Linked DNA regions of Oryctolagus cuniculus: region 1 is linked to region 2. Evidence: chromatin contacts called from public Hi-C data. All regions are on one chromosome and are shown on one strand. Each heading gives the region's core, a stretch centred on a gene start, on an enhancer-like site or on the middle of the called end of the contact. The rest is flanking DNA. Distances are from core to core; before and after follow the strand shown.

Region 1 (5,550 bases), core at 942-3,441, 73 kb after region 2:
CTGGCTCCTGGCTTTGGATTGGCCCAGCTCAGGCCATTGTGGGCATTTGGGGTGTGATCCAGTAGATGGAAGCTTGCTCTCTCTCTCTCTCTCTCCCTCTCTTCTCCAACCTCTCCTTCTCTCCCTCTCTCTCTGTTTCTGTCTCTCTGTCTCTCTGTAACTCTGCCTTTCAAATAAATAAATTTTTTTAAAAAGAGTCAATGTGGCTTAAGAAAACTGTATATAATAGGAGAAGGAAACTGGAGACTAGAGAAATATAATGAGGCGATAGGAATATATAGAGAACTCACTTGAGTATTGATGACCATGATTTTCTAGTGGTGTCAGTTTCTCCAGCAGAGCTCAGCTAGTTGGATGCAAGCATGGAGAATGTTGATGGTTAAGTTTATCCAGTGCTGGAATTTTATTAGGAGTATATGATAGTAAATAAAAGAGACAAGGGTGAGATAATGGACCATGAAACCTCAGCTGGTTTTGGAGAAGAAAGGATTGGGGGGGGGGAGCAAAGGCTAAAATGAGTAGTGGGTGGGCTCCTGAAGATTTATAGTTGTCATCCATGAGTAAGGCAGGAGGGTAGGTAGCACAACGAATCAATTGAGGTTTGAGGAGCAGGGGTCTATTAGGAGAGAAGAGTTAGAATGAGCCCAGGACCCCTAGTGTGTGCTATGTGAGTTGTGGGGGGATGAGAAACCATATTGTCTACAGAGGATAGACCATTTTTAGGGGACTGCTGGTTGTAGTAATAATAGGAATTGAGAGAATGTTCAAAGAACATCAAAGGATATAAATGTTTGCTTGTCTTGGAAAAGAAGTTCCAGAAAACTAAACTCCATTGAAGCTCTTAACACCATCAGTCTGGGTTAGGGATCTCTTCAGTGTGCTTTTGTAACTTCTCAATACAGTGATTCTCACAGTTACTACAATTCTATGTCTTGTGATTGTCCTTTTTTTTGTCTGTATTCCAAGGGTCTGATCCTGCTTTCGTGACTGTATTTGGAGGAAGAGCCTTTGAGGAGGTAATTAAGATTAAATGAGATCATAGAAGTGGGTCTCTAATCCAATAGGATGAGTGTCCTTATAAGAAAAGGAAGAAGTGCTAAATCAATCTCTTTCTGTATTTCCCTCCCTCCCACCCCATTGTTCTCTCCCTCTCTCCACCATGCACAGAGGGAAGGCCATGTAAGGACATAGAAAAAAGGGCAGCTTCCTGTAAACCAGGAAGAGAGCCCTCACCAGAAAGAGGGAATGAAATACAGTGCTCATTTCTCAAAATCAGGAAATCCCATCGATGCCAGGCATAAGCCAGCATTTGGAGGGAATGGAATTGCTCAGGGCACAGAATCTGGGAGGCTTTAGATCAGAGCAAAGAGGGCATGACAAAGTCCACATGGGCAGCCATCAGAGAGAGACCTGGATTTGTGTCCCAGAACAAGAAAGTTAACAGGGCAAGGCAGCAAGAGCAAGGTGACATGAAGGAGGACCAGCTTCCATCTGGGGAAGGCTGTCTTTCTAACTCAAGGCTAGACCTACTAAGGCCTTTGTTATGTTTTGCTTTGTGTTTTTGTAGTGGGTTTCTGGAACACCTAACTTGATTCTTACAGTTTGAACAATTTACCTTACCCTTGGGGAAGTCTCAATCACCCATACCATACCACTGCTCCACCAGCCCAAGTGTGGGCACATGATCCTTCTTTCAATATCTTATATCACAACTGAGATAAGAGGGGAACATTTAAATAACCCTTCAGTAAACGTTCAGGGAAAACAACCACAGAGAGGAGACTATGGTGCCTAATGCATAACCAGATAACTTGCTTTTTAAGGTATTGCTTATTCTAGGTAGCTTGCAGATCTACAAAATACCAGCTCTTCACTCAGCAGACCCAGAGATCAAACACACGGTAGCCTGGAGGTCATACAATGGACTCTGCCTCCAGCATCACTGGATGGACGCATGCACATGCAGCTGAGATCCAGAGGTAGGAGAGAAGCCAGCCACAGCAAAGTCCTTGGGCTGTCCAGCTTGCCCATTTCCCTACCTGCCCAGCTCCTCCCACTGTGTTTGATTAGGGCACCATCTCCTCACATCTTTCAAGGCTCTCTCTCTTCTCTGCATTTCTATGATGTGCAGATACGTGTTTGTGCTAAGCTCCTGCCCACACATTCCCTGCCTACGCAGTAGGCCCTTCTCTTGGGATAATTAAACAAAGAGATCAGGCTGAGAAGGCAGGCAGACTGGAGCCAGAACAGACAGAGATGTTGGAAGGAGAAAAGAAACCAAGGAAAGGGCTGGCTTCTAGGTCCCTGGGGCTTGTGCTGGAGGAGAGCCAATGCACACACCCAGGAGCTAGCTCTGGCCAGATGGTCATACTTGGTTTTAGACATGAGCCATCACAGGTGGGCCAAGAGTGGCCTGGGTCTTCCAGGTCAGGGTCTATCTTGAGGGTTAAAGAAGCCAAAGGAAAGTCATTTGGAGTGAGGGCTTCAAAGAAGGCACCCAAGTTATTCACTTCTGGGGCCCCCATTGGACCTGCTGAACGGAAAGCCTGAGAACAATGGGCAGAGGCACAGAGCTGGAACAGCAGTGTCAGACACACAGAGGATCCATGGGCCTCTGGATCCATGTGTTCTCTGGGAGAAAACACAAGGAATTTTCAGTCCACGGGGAGGGCAATCCTGAATGTTCCCATCTATTCAATTGGTGCTGCTTCAACAAGGCAGCTTTAGTCTGATTTGGAACAACTTCCTCAGTGCTTTCCGTCAGTATCACTGCTAATTTATCAGTCCTTGTGAAAATACCTAAACAAGAGTTTTACAGAACAGTTGTGATCAGGATTCCCCAACATCATTACCTGTACCTAAGTTTCCATTTCTTCCTGAATGTTCTGTCAGTTTTTCAAAGCAGGGCAATCCTGTGGCCTGGAAGGAGCTGGAAGGGTGGGAAGGAGTGCCTTCCGCCCTCTGCTGGCCAGTCCTGGAGTTACCAGCCAAGGGTTTGGGCCAGGCAGGACTGGACGACCAGAGCAAAGGCACGACTGCTGAGACAGGAACGTGTGTGGCAGATATAGCTTCCATTCATTTGGCCTAGCTATTAGGAGGCCTGCACCCTATATCAGAGTTAAGGGGTTTGATACCTGGATTTAGCACCTGACTCCAGCTTCTTGTGAATGCACACCCTGGGAAGGAGTGGCAATGCCTCAAGTAATTGAGTTCCTGCCACACACACGGGAGACCTATTCTGAGTTCCAAGTTCTCTGATTTGCCCCTTCTGCTCCCTCTCAGTGTGGGACATTGGGAAGTAAACCAGCAGATGGGAGTGCTATTTCTACTTTTCTCTTAAGTAAATAATTAAAAATTTTAAAGGAAGAAATTGCTATCTGCCAGGCACTGGTGGGAAGTTTACATTAATTATCTCATTTACATTTTAATTCTCTAAGCATTTCTCGCAACAACCCCGAAAGATTTTTATGAAAATGGGTGAAAGTTCCCAGCTAATAAGTGATGTTTCAGAGCTCTGATTGGCTCCAAGTACAGGCTCTTCTCCATGTGCTGTACTTTAATACTTGCTCTGACGTGAGCCATAACTCTGGGCCCAACTCTAACCCAGCTTGACAATCTATCTCTGAGCCTAACCTCAAGCCAAACCCTAGCTTCATCCCCAAACTAGAATCCAGCCCCTCCCCAGCTCTGATACTTTATTTCCTCTGTCTTCAGTGGAAGAAAAGGGTGAGGCAGGTTGGGTGTGGCAGTGGGCTGAAGAAGTTTCTTGCAGGGAGTAACTAACTGGGAACACTCAGAGAAGGGGTGTACATCCCAAATCATGGCCAGGCTGAGGTATCCTGGGGTCATGACCCAAAGAGAGAAGTAAGGGAGGCCCTAGGTCCTGTGGGAAGGAGAAGGGCTGAACTGGAAGCAGCTGGTCTCTCAGCAGGAGGGACTTTGAGCAGCCTTGCTGTCCCTGAAGCAATCCAGCAGTGTCTCCAAAATTCCTGCCCACTGCTCACAGCTGCACATGTACAGATCGGGGAGCTGCAATTGGTAGCTGTCCTCCAGAGCAGTGGGTGGTCTCTTGTCTTCGCCTGCAGCCTGGAGATCACCCTCCAGCACACTAGGCAACCTTGCCAGTGATTCAGAAACTGGCTCCTTCTCCCCTGGTTACCACAGTTACGGCTCACAACAGGCACCCTCGAGAAAGGAACTTTCCCGGCTTTGGCCTCAATTTGAGGTAGTATCTTTCCATATTTTCTTTAATGAACCAGCGTAACAGACTTGGGTTTCATTCCACATGATTTAGGAGCCCTGTGATATTGTAAAGTTATCTAATTCCAGAGCTTCAGTTTCCTCATTTCAAAATGGAGTAGTAATGGCATCTACCTCAGACAGTTGTAAGGGTTAGTTGAGACAAGGCACTTAAGCCCAGGATCTTGTATAAAATAACTTCTCAATAAATAAAATCTAGTATTTTAATTGCCCTATGGGCTTCAGTTTCATGGTCTGGAAAAATGAGCATCATAACCACTTAGACATCACAACATTGTTATCAGAACCAAAGGGATAACCTATGTATAGCAATATATTGTAAATTATTCTACAACAGTATGTGAAAAAAATGGGCATTGTGGCTGGTGCTGTGGTATAGTAGGCTAAGCCTTTGCCTGCAGTGCTGGCATCCCTTATGGGTACCGGTTCCTGTCCTGGCTGCTCCTCTTCTAATCCAGCTCTCTGCTATAGCCTAGGAAAGCAATAGAAGGTAGCCCAAGTGCTTGAGTCCCTGAACCTGTGTGGGAGACCCGGAACAAGCTCCTGGTTCCTGGCTTGGGATCAGCCCAGCTCTGGCCATTGCAGCCATTTGGGGAGTGAACCAGTGGATAGAAGACCTTTCTGTTTCTCCCTCTGTAACTCTACCTATCAAATAAATAAGTAAAAGTCTTTTTTTTTAGATTTATTTAATTTATTTGAAAGACAGAGTTACAGAGAGGTAGAGGTAGAGGTAGAGGCAGAGAGAGAGAGAAAGGTCTTCCATCTGCTGGTTCACTCCCCAAATGGCTGCTACAGCTGGAGCTGCACTGATCCCAAGCGAGGAACCAGGAGCTTCTTCCGGGTCTCCCACGTGGATGCAGGGGCCCAAGGACTGAAGCCATTTTCTACTGCTTTCCCAGGCTATAGCAGAGAGCTGGATCAGAAAAGGAGCAGCCAGGACATGAACCAGCGCCCATATGGGATGCCAGCACTGCTTTACCCACTACACCACAGTGCCAGCATGCTCTGGTCTTCTAACCACACTGGTTATACTGACATGTGCCTTGCTGAAGCCTGCATGCCCCTACAGTGTACTTCTCTGAGATTATAGAACCTGCTCCAGCATGGTGATCACTCTCATTTTCAAAGACCCAACTCCTACTGCTCCTTATTCTGGGCCCTCTCTAGAAGTGGGGTCTGGGTTTCTTTCCTCCTCTAGAGACTCTGTGATAGAACTCTACCTCCTGTTACCTTTGGCTTCTGGTGTTATTTCCATGAGCGCAGCAAAAGGGTCTTTGCAGATTACTTAAC
Region 2 (6,024 bases), core at 3,133-5,632:
GGCAACCGGGACAGAATCCGGCGCCCCGACCGGGACTAGAACCTGGTGTGCCGGCGCTGCAAGGTGGAGGATTAACCTAGTGAGCTGCGGCACCGGCCAACCTGTGTATTTTTTTATAACAGGGTCAGCTCTGACCCTTATGATGGGTAGGAAAGGTATCACATCTTTCTGCTTCTGCAGCCAGATCTGGGCCAGACCAGACCTGGGCCAGGCTGAAGCCAGGAGCTGTGAGCTTCTTCTGGGTCTCCCACTTGGGTGGCGGGAGCTCAAGCACTTGAGCCATCTTCCATTGCTTTCCCAGGCACATTAGCAGAGAGCTGGATCAGAAGTGGAGCAGCCAAAACTTGTACTGGTGCTCATATGGGATGCCAGTGCTTAAGGCAGTGGCTTAACCTGCTACACTACAGTGTTACCCGGTTTCATTCTATATTTGGGCTTAGGTTTGATGATTGACAGTTATTTAGAAATGTATAATCCAATGGTAATAGATTGAGGAGTGAAACCCATCCTGGCCTGTAGATCTTCTTGGCCTCTCTGTGATGCCAGCATTCCATTCTCTTGGGTAAGGGGCATAACTTCTCTGGAATGAGGATCTTCAAGGGAGAAGGGAAAGGGAGTAGCCTTTTTAGGTTTTAGAGCTTGTCTAGGGGGAGAGGAATTCTAATTTCTATAATTTATTTTAGAGAAAAGGAGCTCTGATTTCTCTGCATTGCTTAGGAGAGAGAAAAACAAGGGGGATATAGGAGACTAGAAGAAAGTCAGAGAGATCTTGCTCTGACCTCTTGCCAGCTCTCCTAGTTCAGAGTACCCAGCATGCCAAAGAGCCAAACTTTGGGGCATCATTTTTGGAGCCCTTGGGCATTGTAAGTTGGAAGGAAAGATGAGACCTGAGGCCTCTGTGAGACTCTTCAGGTTCTATTAATTTTTCCTACAGAGACTTTCACACTGCAGAGAAATAACTGGAGAAGTTGCTATGGTTTGAACTGAACTGGCTCCCAAACTCATGCAAGATAATTAAACCGCTAAGTCACAAGTTAATGGTACTAAGAGGGCAGATACTTCATGCAATTTTGGTTTTTAGGAGAGGGGGCTAGTTGAAGGTCCTTAGGTCAATGGGGCTGTGTTCTTGGAAGGCAGTTCTCATAGGAAAGCCTGAGTTGGGCCCAAATGCTCTCTCTGCTTCCTGACTTATGTGATTCTTCCTCCACACATGGCTCTACCATTGCTATTTGCTGATGTCTCCAGATGCCTAATCCTTGGGACTGGACAATCTTTAACTTGAACTTCAGAACTATGAGCCCCCTGAGGGTGATCAGAAGCTAAAAGAGGCAAAGAACACTCATCACCAGAAGCTTTGTAAGGTACATGGCCCTGCCACGCCCTTGATTTCAGACTTCTTGACTTTAGTCTCAGGAGAAAACAGGTTTCTTATGCTTTAAGCTGCCTAGTTTATGGTCCTTTGTTCTGGTAGTCCTGGGCAACCACATGGACCATCCCTAAATTACAATGACCTCATTTTGAATTTTTAGACTCTAATGATAGAGCAAAAGAAATATGTATCCAGTAGAAATCATACTGTGAGTTATGAATTTTGATCTTTTCCCAGTCCAGTGATGTGCAGAAAGATACTCTCTGGCAATGCTGGACAGGGGCAGTGAGCATGGCTCTCTGTCACGTGATCATGAGGGTAAGCAAGCAACCCTCTAAAGTGCCCTGTGTTGCTAAGCTATGATGCTCGATAGGTTAGGCATTCTAAATGTGTTTTTGAATTACAATAATGTCAACTTAGAATGGGTTTTTTGGGATGTAATCCCATCATAAGTCAAGGGGCATCTGTATACCCACTGATTAATCATCATCGACATTACAAGTATGTTGATACTGTAGGGACCCCCAAATGATCTCCATGCTAGTCAGTTTCTCTCTTACTATAATGAAATACCTGAAGTGGCCAACTTTCTAGAGGAAGAGGTTTATTTTGGTGCACAGTTCTTCCACATTCAGCTGACGAAAGCTGCTGTTGAGGAGCTCTGTGAACCTCTTGTGGTCTTGAGTGCTGCCCAATTCATGAATCATTTTTTTGCTCAAATAAACTCTTTAAACACTGAATGTCTAAGTTTATCTTCTATTTTTTAAAGAGTTACAGAGAGAGGGAGAGGCAGAGAGAGAGGTCTTCCATCTGCTGGTTCATTCCCCAAATGGCCGGAGCTGGGCTGATTCAAAGCCAAGAGCCATGAACCAGGTTTCCCATATGGGTGCAGGGGCCCACGCACTTGTGCCATCTTCCACTGTTTTCCCAGGTCATTAACAGAGAGCTGGATCAGAAGTGGAGCAGTGGGGACTTGAACTGGCACTCCTATGAGATTCCAGCACCACAGGTGGAGGTTTATACTACTATGCCACAGCACCACCCTCCCAAGTTTATCTTTTAACAGAGGGTATCCCTCTACATCCTTGTTTTCTTTTTTCACCTTCATCAGAAGCTGCTACATGACTCTTCCTGGGAATGACCAAGGTCACCTTACCACAATTTCTATCTGGGCTTTGTTGACTCAGGCGTCCTTCTAGGGGGCCCATGTTATTTCTACTCATCTCATGGGCTTCCATTTTCCAATATCAGTCAGCTCCTATGGATTTTACACTTGAAGTTTTGGGGGATAAAGCTAGTAGAATCAACATTGGCTCTATTGCTAAGCTTTAAGGTCCTCCTTATTCTACACAATCATAGATATTTAGCAGGTCTTTGAAAATTACTCAAGTAGTTCTTTCAAATGCACTGAAAGATTTCCTGTGGTAGATATTTTTGACCTTCTAACCATTCCTAGCAGTACCAGATTTTTAAGATAAATACAGTTTCTTATCAAATCACCCATATGCCCTCAGGGAAGCTGAACATACCCTGCTCCAGGAGTAAGTCTAATTTATTAAAAGGTACTCCTTAGCTCTCTTCTGATTGGATAAGGAACTCGGGTCTAAGCCTTTCAATGCATGATACTTTCTTAGCCATGGAAGTGGTATCTGGAGTGGCCACGTAATCCAGGCAAGAGGAGGTTCTGGAGGCTTTTGGAACATCAGTGTCCTGAAGTTTTCAGGTGGTCTCCTCTTTATTCTGTACCTTATTAAGATATGTGTGGCCTGGAACTGCCACAGCTATCTTACTACCAGCGGGAGAATAAAACTGAAATCAGGTGGTGGTGTTGGTGCTGCGGTGGGTGGTGCACACATGACCGAGAGAACTGTAGCCCACTTAATCATCACTCTACTAGAATATTTTCCACTTGTTTGAATTGGGTTTCCTGTTATTGAGAACAGTCTGAGTTGGTGCTTTGGTTCCCTTAGTCTGAAAATCTTTTAACTGGCCCATCGCTGACTGGTCTCTCTGAACAAGTATAGCTACACTGGAAGAGACGGTGATTCCCACCAGGTTCCCAAGAGCATTCATTTTCTCTAGTTACAGGGAACAGGCTATATGACCTTGTACTATTTTAGCATTGACAGATATCAGGGGTTTGTTGCCCATTCTTTGCTGTAATTCTATGGAAGTCAGGCTTTAGGGCCTTTTGGGCCTCTGACACCGAGTTCTTCCAGAGTCTTGTCAAGTGCCCCCCACAGGCTGGGTGAGGAGACAAACAGGGCGAGAGGTCTCAGGATCAGCGTCAGAGCCAGGAGACTGCGATCAGCTTGCTGAGCATTGCTAGATAACGCACAGGGTTTTCCAAACTAACGACGTCAATTCGCGATCCGCGTCGTTAACTTGGTCCTTCAGGCTCACTCCCCCCTGCTGCAGCGGCATTTTCAAACCCTCATTCTCAGTAGGCACAAAATTGTAAGCTCGTGTCCCGAGCGGGTTGGGCAGAGCATCAGGCAGGAGCCACAGTCAACTCCCGTCAAAACAGACATACCAGCACCCAATCTAACCCTTTACAACCTTCCAAAGGTTGTAAAGCTTTCTCGTTTGTCCTCCAAGTTAGAGGTGCGTGAGGCAGGCGCTGCTGAGCTTTACCCTTGACGCTCAAAGAAAGAGAATTAGAGAAAGAAAACAGGATAATTCTACCCAGCAGGAAAAAACAGAGACGCAAGAAACAAAGCCGCCGGCTAAACCCTGGCAGTGACTGTTAGAAAATACCAGGGGATGCCCCGCCCGCTCCCTGTGCACAGTCAGTCAGGACTCGGGCCTCAGCCAGGAGAGTTCTCGCTTTGCGGCGGAACATTCCAGGGCCTCCCTGCCCACCGCGCCCAGCCTGGGGGCCGCGCAAACACGACTTTCAGCTACGTGGGAAGCCGAGGGCGGGCGCCGTTCTGGTTATCCTTTTGCCGCACTAACATAGTTTCTCTGCCCACTCGATGCAATAAATAAAAATTTCCGTGACTCGTCGTCCTTTGCCGTGGGAAGGGTACGTTCCAGAAAAAGGCACACTAGGGAATTGGGACGGGGGAGGGGAACGCAGACTCAGCGAGAGGGTTCGCGGGGGGCCGATTCTGGGCCAACTTGCTTCCCCGCGGGTCCTGGGGCGGAGCAGCAGCAGGGGGAGCGCCTCCAAAGGACCCTGCTCCTACATCCCGCCCCTCGCTCTCCCGCCGCCTGCAAAGGCCAACTCCGCCTGCCTGAGTCACGGCAGGGGCTGGGGAGGAGCCGGGGAAAGGCGGCCCCAGCCCAGAGCGCAGCCAGCGGCCGCGGGGAGAGCAGGCAGGGCGGTCTGGGATCATGGGGGAGAGCGCGCTGGAACCCGGGCCTGTGCCTGGGGCGCCGGTGAAGGGTCCCGTGCACGCCGTGACGGTGGTGACCCTGCTGGAGAAGCTGGCCACCATGCTGGAGGCGCTGCGCGAGCGGCAAGGAGGCCTGGCTCAGCGGCAGGGCGGCCTGGCGGGCTCGGTGCGCCGCATCCAGAGCGGCCTGGGCGCGTTGAGTCGCAGCCACGACACCACCAGCAACACGCTGGCGCAGCTTCTGGCCAAGGCGGAGCGCGTGGGCTCGCACGCCGACGCCGCCCAGGAGCGCGCGGTGCGCCGTGCCGCCCAGATGCAGCGGCTGGAGGCCAACCACGGGCTGTTGGTGGCGCGCGGGAAGCTCCACGTCCTGCTCTTCAAGGTCAGTGACCTCAGGCGTTCCCCCAATCCGGGGCCTCTTCCCGCCTCCGGGCCACCATCTGGGGACCACCCCTTCCCCAATTTGCCTACCCCACCCACATTCTGGACCCCGCCCGCCGAGCGAAGCTGTGGAACAAAATTCCAGAGTCGCGCCGACTTCCCACAACGAAGTCCCGCTTCTCTCTCCCACGCCTGGCCTTGCCAGGTCGCCCAGCTTAAAGCTCAGGAATGTGGTCCAAGTCCAGCCCATCCCCCAGTGGAGATAATGGGGGTAGCAGTGCGTCCGGTGCAATTCTCGGCCCGCTCCAGTTCGTGCCCACGAGGCCGCTAGCCTGATGTCAAGCCTCTATGTGGCTCCCAACTGCTTGACAAACCAAGGCAGTTCATTTGCAGCTCCTCCCCCTACCTCCCTCCCTTCCCTGTCTGCCTTTTCTTTCTCCCTCCAGCTGCCAAAATAAAGGGCGGGGCGGATTATCCTTGAGCATCTGAGCGAGTGTCAGGGTGATCGGGGTTAAGTGGCTGCCGGGTCAATGCTTTGTCTGTCACACGCAGGAGGAGGCCGAGATCCCAGCCAGTGCCTTCCAGAAGGCGCCAGAGCCCCTGGCCCTGGCCGACCAGTCCGAGCCGAGCCCAGAGCAGCCAGAGGCCGAAGTTGGCGAGAGCTCGGATGAGGAGCCGGTGGAGTCCCGGGCTCGGCGGCTGCGGCGCACGGGGTTGGAGAAGGTCCAGAGTCTGAGAAGGGCCCTTTCTGGCCGGAAAGGCCCTGCAGCGCCGTCGGCCACGCCCGTCAAGCCGCCCCGCCTCGGGCCAGGCCGCCGTGCTGAAAGCCAGCCCGAAGCCCAGCCTGCGCTCGAGGCCGCTCTGGAGCCAGACCCTCCCAAGGACACCGAGGAAGATCCCGGGAGACCTGGGGCTGCCGAAGCGGCTCAGCTGGAA

What was found. A called contact is a pair of places that touch in the nucleus more often than the background predicts.
Region 1: a contact with region 2 is called in a Hi-C map of an unstated tissue, with 3 times the contacts expected there. The contact joins the enhancer-like site here to the promoter of CAVIN3 in region 2. A contact is called at or near these places in 2 of 6 Hi-C or Micro-C datasets (ear pinna and an unstated tissue).

What each region holds. Positions count from the first base shown.
Region 1 is chr1:60,634,115-60,639,664 of mOryCun1.1, forward strand. No RefSeq gene overlaps it. Among named protein-coding and RNA genes, the nearest start is that of CCKBR, 9.1 kb to the left of the region's middle. Within about 2 kb of position 2,192, at least 1 of the 8 cell types and tissues checked has an H3K27ac peak or open chromatin away from gene starts, as enhancers often do.
Region 2 is chr1:60,559,056-60,565,079 of mOryCun1.1, forward strand. It overlaps CAVIN3 (caveolae associated protein 3), which reads left to right and starts at 4,383. Exons shown (of 2, transcript XM_002708757.5): 1 at 4,383-5,089; 2 at 5,641-6,024. The coding sequence starts at 4,706.